2 separate regions of the Mus musculus genome follow, and region 1 is linked to region 2. The links are chromatin contacts, called in public Hi-C maps. All regions are on one chromosome and are shown on one strand. Each heading gives the region's core, a stretch centred on a gene start, on an enhancer-like site or on the middle of the called end of the contact. The rest is flanking DNA. Distances are from core to core; before and after follow the strand shown. Region 1 has its middle 18 kb from the start of Gm23266. Region 2 overlaps Nlrp1b (NLR family, pyrin domain containing 1B).

The links. Hi-C and Micro-C count contacts between places; a contact is called where the count stands out from the background.
Region 1: a contact with region 2 is called in a Hi-C map of erythroblasts, with 2.3 times the contacts expected there. The contact joins two enhancer-like sites. A contact is called at or near these places in 16 of 484 Hi-C or Micro-C datasets (the C2C12 cell line, brain, embryonic stem cells and 13 more) and 6 of 115 datasets of contacts at active chromatin or transcription factors (embryonic stem cells, epiblast stem cells, microglia and 1 more).

The regions. Positions count from the first base shown.
Region 1 is chr11:71,249,672-71,253,886 of GRCm38.p6, forward strand. It overlaps the pseudogene Nlrp1c-ps. Among named protein-coding and RNA genes, the nearest start is that of Gm23266, 18 kb to the left of the region's middle. Within about 2 kb of position 1,935, at least 60 of the 459 cell types and tissues checked have an H3K27ac peak or open chromatin away from gene starts, as enhancers often do. A contact at or near this core is called in erythroblasts, where this site is marked.
Region 2 is chr11:71,162,033-71,166,220 of GRCm38.p6, forward strand. It overlaps Nlrp1b (NLR family, pyrin domain containing 1B), which reads right to left. Exons shown (of 14, transcript NM_001162414.1): 7 at 3,535-3,634; 8 at 1,941-2,164. Among named protein-coding and RNA genes, the nearest start is that of Nlrp1a, 19 kb to the left of the region's middle. Within about 2 kb of position 2,294, at least 14 of the 459 cell types and tissues checked have an H3K27ac peak or open chromatin away from gene starts, as enhancers often do. A contact at or near this core is called in erythroblasts, where this site is marked.

The DNA of each region.
Region 1 (4,215 bases), core at 685-3,184, 87 kb after region 2:
GCTCTTATGACTCTCTGGTCAGATATCTGGACTGCCTCAAGTGGTGAGGAGCAAGAGGGAAAAGGTCATTTTTTTCTACTGCTGTCCCATGCTACCTCATTGCAGATAGGTGGCAAAGCTAATTCTCCCTCATTGTGTACTCAGGGCTGGCTCACCCACACCTCCTTGACCAGGGCCAGCACTAGTGTGCTGCCCACGAAAGCTGCAGGGATGGTTTTCCCAAGTGTTGTGGTTAGTCAGGGGCAGAGCCAGCTCACCCACTATGATGATCCTAGGGCTTGTTCTCCCAACTACTGCAGGTGGTGAGGGGTGCATACATGAGTGCCTGTGTGTGTGTGTGTGTGTGTGTGTGTGTGTGTGTGTTGCTTCACCCCTACATCCCTGCCACATGTTACTCATTATCATTATACTATGAACAAACAGCTTCTTACTTTTTTTGTGAGTTTGATTTACTGGTTTCTATGGTGATCACACCATTATGCTCCTTGTAGAAGGAGAGGAATTATACCTCACCAGCCACTCATACTACTCCTGGTTTTCTTGTTATTATTGCTTTTGTTGGTAGAGTCTGGCTGTGTGGTCTGGAATGCTCTTGAATTCTATTTTCTTCTGCCTCAGCCTCCAGAGTTCTGCAATCAAAGACTGTAATAATGGTTTTTTAAAAATGAGATCATTCACTGGGTACTTTGTATTTATCAGATCATTTTCTGAAGTAATATTTGGAGATCACTGTGTTTGGAACACGTTATGATCCCTCTCTGTTCTTAGAATACTCTTCTTTTGTGATTCAAGTTCTCAAATATAATGTGGTAACATCCTTTTCTCCCTGCCTGTAGGAGTATAATGATTTACAGTGTTGGTTGACCCTGAGTAATAAATGTTCCTTATAATTTCCAAGACTCACTTTGCAAACAATTCTTCAAAGCAGCGGCAGGCCCCTCCTTCCTGCCTCAGCCTATGGCTGCTATAGTAAAATGTCCAAAATGGCAGTTCCTGTCAAAATTGTGGCACCAGGATACCTCAGAGTAGGAGCTGGCCACTGTAGCTACACTCTCTTTCCTGCCTTAACTTATAGCCTTGGTGAAACTCCACTGGAGGACCTGATCTATGGGGCTGTCCAGAGTGGCAGCACCTCCTCTCCTGCCTTCCCCAGAAGCCCCACAGTGATGTTACCTTAGCAAAAGTTGGCTGCAGCCTGGAAGATCTTCCCACCCTTACCCATGAGCACAATGCAGGGAAAAGGAAGTGAAAATAAAAGTCACTAATTCCTGAGAAGGAAAACCCACCAATCCCTGAGATTCCTTCATACAAAACTCCACCAATCTCGGAGTATAAAACTCTACCAATCCATGAACAGGAAAACCCACATACCCTGAGCTACCCAAGCTTGGGACTAGAAATCCCACAAATTCTTAATCTGGAAATCTCTACCTTAGAATGCTCTACCACTTCAGCAATCCTATATAAGCCCTGTCCATAGTCTAGTTCCTTGCTGTCCATTCATGGGAGTAGAGAACCCCCAACCCTGGATTTGTCTCCCTCCAGAACTTGGCCCTTCCAATAAATGTCTTTCATGGGATTTTTCTGCCTGGTGTGACCCTCTGGTTGGAAGAAGTCAAGAAGCAATGAAGAGAAGAAGAGAAGAAGCAAAGAGAAGGAGCAGAATTGAGGACCCTGAGCGCCTCAGCTCATCGGGGGTGAACCCCCCCCCCCCTGGAGCTGCAATGCCTCTGAAGAGGATACTTCCTCTCAGAGCTGTGTGGTTCCTGTGCAAGGAGCAGCATTGAGGATCCTGAGCGCCTCAGCTCATTGGGGGTGAACCCCCCCTTGGAGCTGCAATGCCTCTGAAGAGGATACTTCCTCTCAGAGCTGTGTGGTTCCTGTGCAAGGAACAGAATTGAGGATCCTGAGTGACTCAGCTCATCGGTGGTGATCCACCCCACCCCCCGGAGCTGCAATGCCTCTGCAGAGGATACTTCCTCTCAGAGCTACTTCCTCTCAGAGTTGTGTGGTTCCTGTGCTCCCATGTCTCAGGATATTCTTCCACTGGGTTACTGTCTCCCCTCAGAGTTGAATGGTTCCTGGTCCTCCAAGCCTCAGGATACCCTTACAATCAAGCAGGAATAGTACACCTTGAGGGACATAGTTTGTAGAGAGTACTCGATAATCACCAGTTAATAATACTACTGAGGACATCACTGTCTAATTAGGGATTCCTTCTGGTAAAACAGAAGTAAAGTCATGAGGTTGGGAGGCATGTGCTTCCACAAAGATCCATCAGACAAAAAGGGATGACCAAACATCTCATTGTCCACCTCTGTAAACATCTCTGCCTCATTAAAGAAACCTTGAAACACTTATCACCCACCATCCTACAGTTCCTATATGCCCTCTGATGTCCACCCATTATTACCTCCCATTATCCTCTTCCTTAGTCTTCCCTTGGTTACCTTGGAGAGACACAAAACGAGAAAGGTACACTGCAGAAACAGTTCCTTGCTCAGCCTTGATATCAAACAGAGGTCCAGCCACCATGTGACTGTGTTTCAAGGGAGTCTTGTCCAGGTATTGGCTCCAGGCACAGAATTCAATCTCAATTGTCACTGCCCTTGTCACCACAAAGTGGAGTCCTGTACTGGGAGAGTGGTAGGAACCAGCCATTGGCAATTGAACTCTGGAAGAAGAAGAGGCAGGCAACAGTCAACACCAGTACTACTCATCTGATGTGTGCAGACCTAGTGTAGAGCTCAGGATACAGCAGACTTCAGGCAGCTGGCTCTGAATTTTTTCCTCTGCTGTCTATGTGGGCTCCTGATTAGTCATTTAATCTCCCAAATGTGTTTCCTCATCTGTACATAGGGTTAATGACAATAACATGAGAACTGTGGGTACTGAGTGATCTAATGCAAACCTCCATGTAACACATGTAGGGAGCAGTCAGCTCTTCCTGTGATGATGATGAAGGTGATGACAACAACAAAATAGGAGTGTGTATGTAGGTGTGTAGCTGTGTGTTTTTCAGCGTGTGTTTGTGTGTGTTTGAAGTTTGGGGTATAAGCCAAGACCTTGTGTACACTAGATAAGGGCTCAACAATCAGGTACACATCAGCTTTTAATATGTACATATACATATATATCCCAATAATGAGAGTCTATTTGATGATATTAGTGGTAATTTACCAAGATCTTCAACTAATTTCTCAGTGCTTTCTGTTTATTTATACTTGGGTAGGCAAGTGCCAGATTCTGTTGGAGGAAATGAGCAGTAACAGTTTCTCCAGTTGAGACAATGACTATGACAGTGTTGGAGGAGGGTAATACGTTGTTTGAGACAGAATGGTTGTGTCAGTCATTATTTGTGACTATAATTCTTGGAGGGCAGGGCTGCCGTATGCATGGTCATGTTCTCAACTCCAGGGAGTTCTTGGAACACAATGGTTGTTAGTGATGCAGGAGTGCAGAGAGTACAGAGGTTTAAGGTGAACCTAAGGACAGGAGAACCTGAGTGTAATGAGGGGAGGGATGCTGTGTACATCAGGAATAAAATAATCACCAGATAGACCATGTTTTAGATAATGAGCAAAGCTGAGCACAGACTGTTTAGATGAAATAAAGGACTCAGGTCAGCACAGTTGATGGGGTAAGAATGTGTTGGTTGTGGAAAACTAGCTCCTATCTTAATCATGGGTGATGCCTAGTGAAATTATAGAGGGTGAAATCATATGATATCTTGGCCATATAATACTGTGAGAGCTGTACTGTCACAATATTGTGACAGTGTTGACAAAGAATGAGTGTAGTAGAAACAAATTGGAAGTGTTTGATGGATCTGAGGAACTTGACAGGGAAGTACTGTGGTCTGGGTCTCCTGTTTTATTTTGAAATTTTTTTGAAGAAGATCGCTATTTTTATAACAGCCTCAAATTCCTATTTTAGTTGTGGCCTAATCTCCTGCATTGGTGAAGGGAGGAGAAGTTACAGCAGAGACTTCATTGGGGGTCTATCTGTGTAGATCCCTATGGAAAGTAGACTGGGGAAAGCCAGCCTCTGCCACACAAAGCTGACTCACCGGTACAGGTTTCTCTCTCTGTCAACCACCTCAGTAGCTACAGGTCCTGTAGAGCCCCAGAAGTCATAGTCAGTTCCCAGAGGTTCCATGTGTTTGTCTCCTAGAGAGACAAGAGAGCATGGATGAAAGGTCTTTAATGGTACAAA
Region 2 (4,188 bases), core at 1,044-3,543:
TTGAATAAGCATGGTTCATAAAGTTTGTGGAACTATTTGGGAAGGAATAGGAGGTTTGGCATTGTTGGGGGAGGTATGTCACTGGGGTGGGCTTTGAGATTTTTAAAAGCTCATTGTTTCCAGTTTATTCCTGTGTCTCCGTCATAACAATTAGGACTAACTGTCCTAGTGCCAAGCCTCTGTGCTTTATGCCTTGCTTCTTGTCATAATGGTCATGAACTCTAACCCCCTGATTCTGTAATTCTCCCCATTCCTCCTTCTATAAATTGCTCTGATCAGGATGTCTTTTAAACTTATTTATTGATATTAATGACTGCAACTGTGACCATAAAAATTTTAAACTTTATTAATTAATGTCCATTGAACAAGAGTAGACAAACAGCCAATTCCTCACTATCAATTTTTTTCACCAGGGAGGGTGAGTGTGAACAGGAGCAGGCTATATGTTAAGCTGTCAACTGAAATTGCCAGTTTTCTGGGGAGAGGCAGAAAAGTTGCTAGATTGAGGGGGTTATTGTGACAAGATACACAGATTCAGATAGCAGCGAGGCCAAGCAATGTGTCTGAGTTAAAGATCCTTCAAGGGGGTCCTGACAGGTCCTTCTATGAACCTTTCAAAGGGAAGCCTAAGAGTAAGTGGAAATCCTAGGATGTGGAGAAGTCAGAACCACAATTGCTTTCTGCTGAAGAAAGTTTTAGGAAAGGAGCAGAGAGATGACCCAAGAGAGAGGCTGTGTGTGCTTCATGTGCAGAACTGGATGGGTAGAGATATCCAAGTCTGTTGGAGTCCAGTCATTGACACCATGAACCCCATAGCAGGACTCTAATCTGTAGAAATTGGTGCTTATGCTGAAGGAGTTTGCCTTGTTATGGTTTGAGCATTTCTAGCTATGCTTGGATTTTTCCATCTTGACATGTCTGTGCTGTTTCTTTGTCCTTGTATATTGGAAGTATGTAACTTGTTTTTTATTTTCTAGGAGTTCATAGTTAAGACACTGCATCAAGTCTCTGTTTAGATATGGATTTTAGTCTATGGGAATTATTAAGTTCTAATGGGATCTTCCAAACCTTCATGACTAGATGAAACTGAAACTTTAGAGACAAAGTGGAAAGTTAACATTGAAAGTGATTTGCTTGGGTGTCAAGTTCACAAAAGGTAGAACTATGATGAGGAATGTCACATGTCAGCTTGATGTGATTCCTACACAACTCTGTAATTCACTGTTTGCCTCTCTTTTCTCCTGAGTTTGCTTCTGAATTGCATCACAGCAAACAGTATTGCAGTGAATGTTGTTTAACAGAGAAAAATATTTTCTTTCAGGTGTTTGCTTTGGAATGGAAAATCACCAAGAAATGAAACAATGAAATGTCTCCTGATGACATGGTGCAGGTTGCTCTTTACATCAACAACATGCTAGAACATAATTTCAGATGGAACTTCATGACACAAGAATGTACCCTGTGTGACAGTTTGGGGACTGGCTTTTCCCTAAGCAGCCTCAGACCTCATACCAGATCCTAGAATTACCCCTTCTTTGTGCTGTGACAATTTAGACAGAATCCCAGAAGGTGTTGTATCTTTTCAACTTCCCTGGTTGCTAGCAAAAACAGTAGCCATGCTTTTCTTAGGACTTGAGGGGACCATGGCGTGCTGGACTTTCATGTTTAAGACCAGAAATTTCCTGATTCGTATAAGTTGTCAGTGCTATGATCACAGGCTGCAGTAATGTCTTTCTTTATGAGCTTGTTCACTGGGACCCTGTGTTCATCAGAATTCCTTCTGAAGGTATCTTTGAAAATCATTGAGGGTGGGCACTTTATGAGCCTCCATCCATTCTTAGTATAAACTTTTCCTCATCTCCTATGATCCTGGACTCTGATGTAGGACCTATCAAGCCCATCCATTATTACCACCTCTTCCTTAAGCTTTCCTTGGTTACCTTTGAGGGACACAAAATGAGGGAGGTACACTGCAGTCACAGCTCCTTGCTCAGCCTTGATGTCAAACAGAGGTCCAACCACCATGTGACTCTGCTGCAAGGGAGTCTTGTCCAGGAATTGGCTCCAGGCACAGAATTCGATCTCTATTGTCACTGCCCTTGTCACTACAAAGTGGAGTCTTGTGCTGGGACAGTGGTAGGAACCAGCCATGGGCAATTGAACTCTGGAAGAGGGAGAGGCATATATCAGTTAAAACCAGGACTATTCATTCGTTGTGTGCAGACCCAGTGTAGAGCTTGGGACACAGCAGACTTCAGGCAGCTGGCTCTGTGTTTTGTTCCTCTGCCATCTATGTGGAAACCTGATTAGTCACTTCACAACTGTTTCCTCATCTGTACATAGGGTTAGTGACAACATCACCTTAGAGAACTATGAGTATTGAGTTATGTAACACAAACCTACATGTAACACAGGTAGGGAGCTGTCAGTTCTGCCTTTGATGGTGATGTCAGTGATAAAATAGGTGTGTATTTGTGTGTGTGTGTGTGTGTATGTGAATTTGAGTGGATAAAATTAGTACCTTGTGCACACTAGACTAAGACTGAACTAGGGAGGCACATTATTGGTTTTTAGTATTAAAATTCTGAAAGAGTATATTTCTGAATCAAAGTCTATCTGCTGATATTAGTGATAAACCCTTGGCATTAACACAATGCCTTACCAAAATCTTTATTGGTTTTTCAAAGCTCCCTGCTTGGTGACAGGCACTTGGACAAAGTAGAAATTGAAAGTGATAGTTTCTCCAGCTGAGACAGTGATGGTGACAGTGTTGGAGGAGGGTAAGAGGTTGTGGAAGACACCATGGTTGTGTATTTTGTCAGTCATTATTCGTGAGACTAAAATTCTTAGAGGACAGGGGTACTGTACACATGGTCATGTTCTCAGCTTTAGTGGGTTTTTGGATGGCAGTTTTCAGTAGTGAAGCAGGACTGCAGAGAGTACAGAAATTTAAGTTTAATTTAAGTTGAATATAAGAATAGGAGAACTAGAATGTAATGAAATGAGAGATGCTATGTACACCAGGAATGAAGAAATATGAAGACCACCATTCAGTTAATGAGCAAATCTGATTAGATGATTAGACTGTTGAGATGAAATGATGGATTCAGGTCAGCACAGTTGATGTGGTAAGAGTGCTGGTTGTAGAAGATGAAGTCCTATCTCAATCATGGGGAATTTATAGTGAAATTATTGTGGGTGAAATCATATGGTGTCTTGGACTTACAATACTGTGACAGTGTTGACAAAGAAAGTTTGAGAGTAGTCAAAAAATTTGCAAAATGTTTGATGGATCTAAGTAGTTGTTCAGGAAAGTTCTTGTGCTTTTCTGTTTTGTAAATATCTGAAAAAAATTTAAGAAAAAGACCTCTATTTTTACAACAGGCCAAACTTCTTATTCCAGTCCTGGCTTAGCCTCTTGTACTGGCAAGAAAAATAGAATAAATTGTAGAGATAAGTAGATGCTATCTGTAGGATTCCCTTATGGAAAGTGGACTGAGAAAAGCCAGCCTTTGTCAGGCAGAAATTCCTCACCGGTACAGGTTCCTTTCTCTGTAAACCACCTCAGTAGCCACAGGTCCTATAGGGCCCCAGAAGTCTTCTTCAGTCCCCAGAATTTCCATGGGATTGGCTCCTGGAAATTTAGGAGAAATGGATATAAGCTCCTTAGTAGTACAAGTTATAATTCCCATTCCTGTAGAAGAGGTCAGGCAGTGATCACTTTATATTGTCCATGCATGTGTCCCTGGCCTTATCCAGAAATGTAACATGACTGAAACCTTTTCTGGTCTGGTCAACCTTGACCATAGCAGGAAGTGCATCTGCAGTCTGCAGTCTGTATCACTGCTCCTTCAGCTACCTACCTGCTACACACACATTCTCTCTCTCTCTCTCTCTCTCTCTCTCTCTCTCTCTCTCTCTCTCTCTCTCTCTCACACACACACACACACACACACACATCAGAAAAAAGGGGATAGAAATGTGTTTGTGTGTGTATGTACACACATAGATATGTGGGGCAGAGAATTGTAGCATACCTGTGTGTGTGTGTGTTTGTATGTTTATGTTGAGAAAACAACATAATACCAAAGGTGGATGGGCAAGAAGGAGGGCTCAGTCCTAGGCCATAACAGATCAGGAGGAGAAAGTGAAAACTGGTACAGGACCTGATATAAGCTACAGACTTGA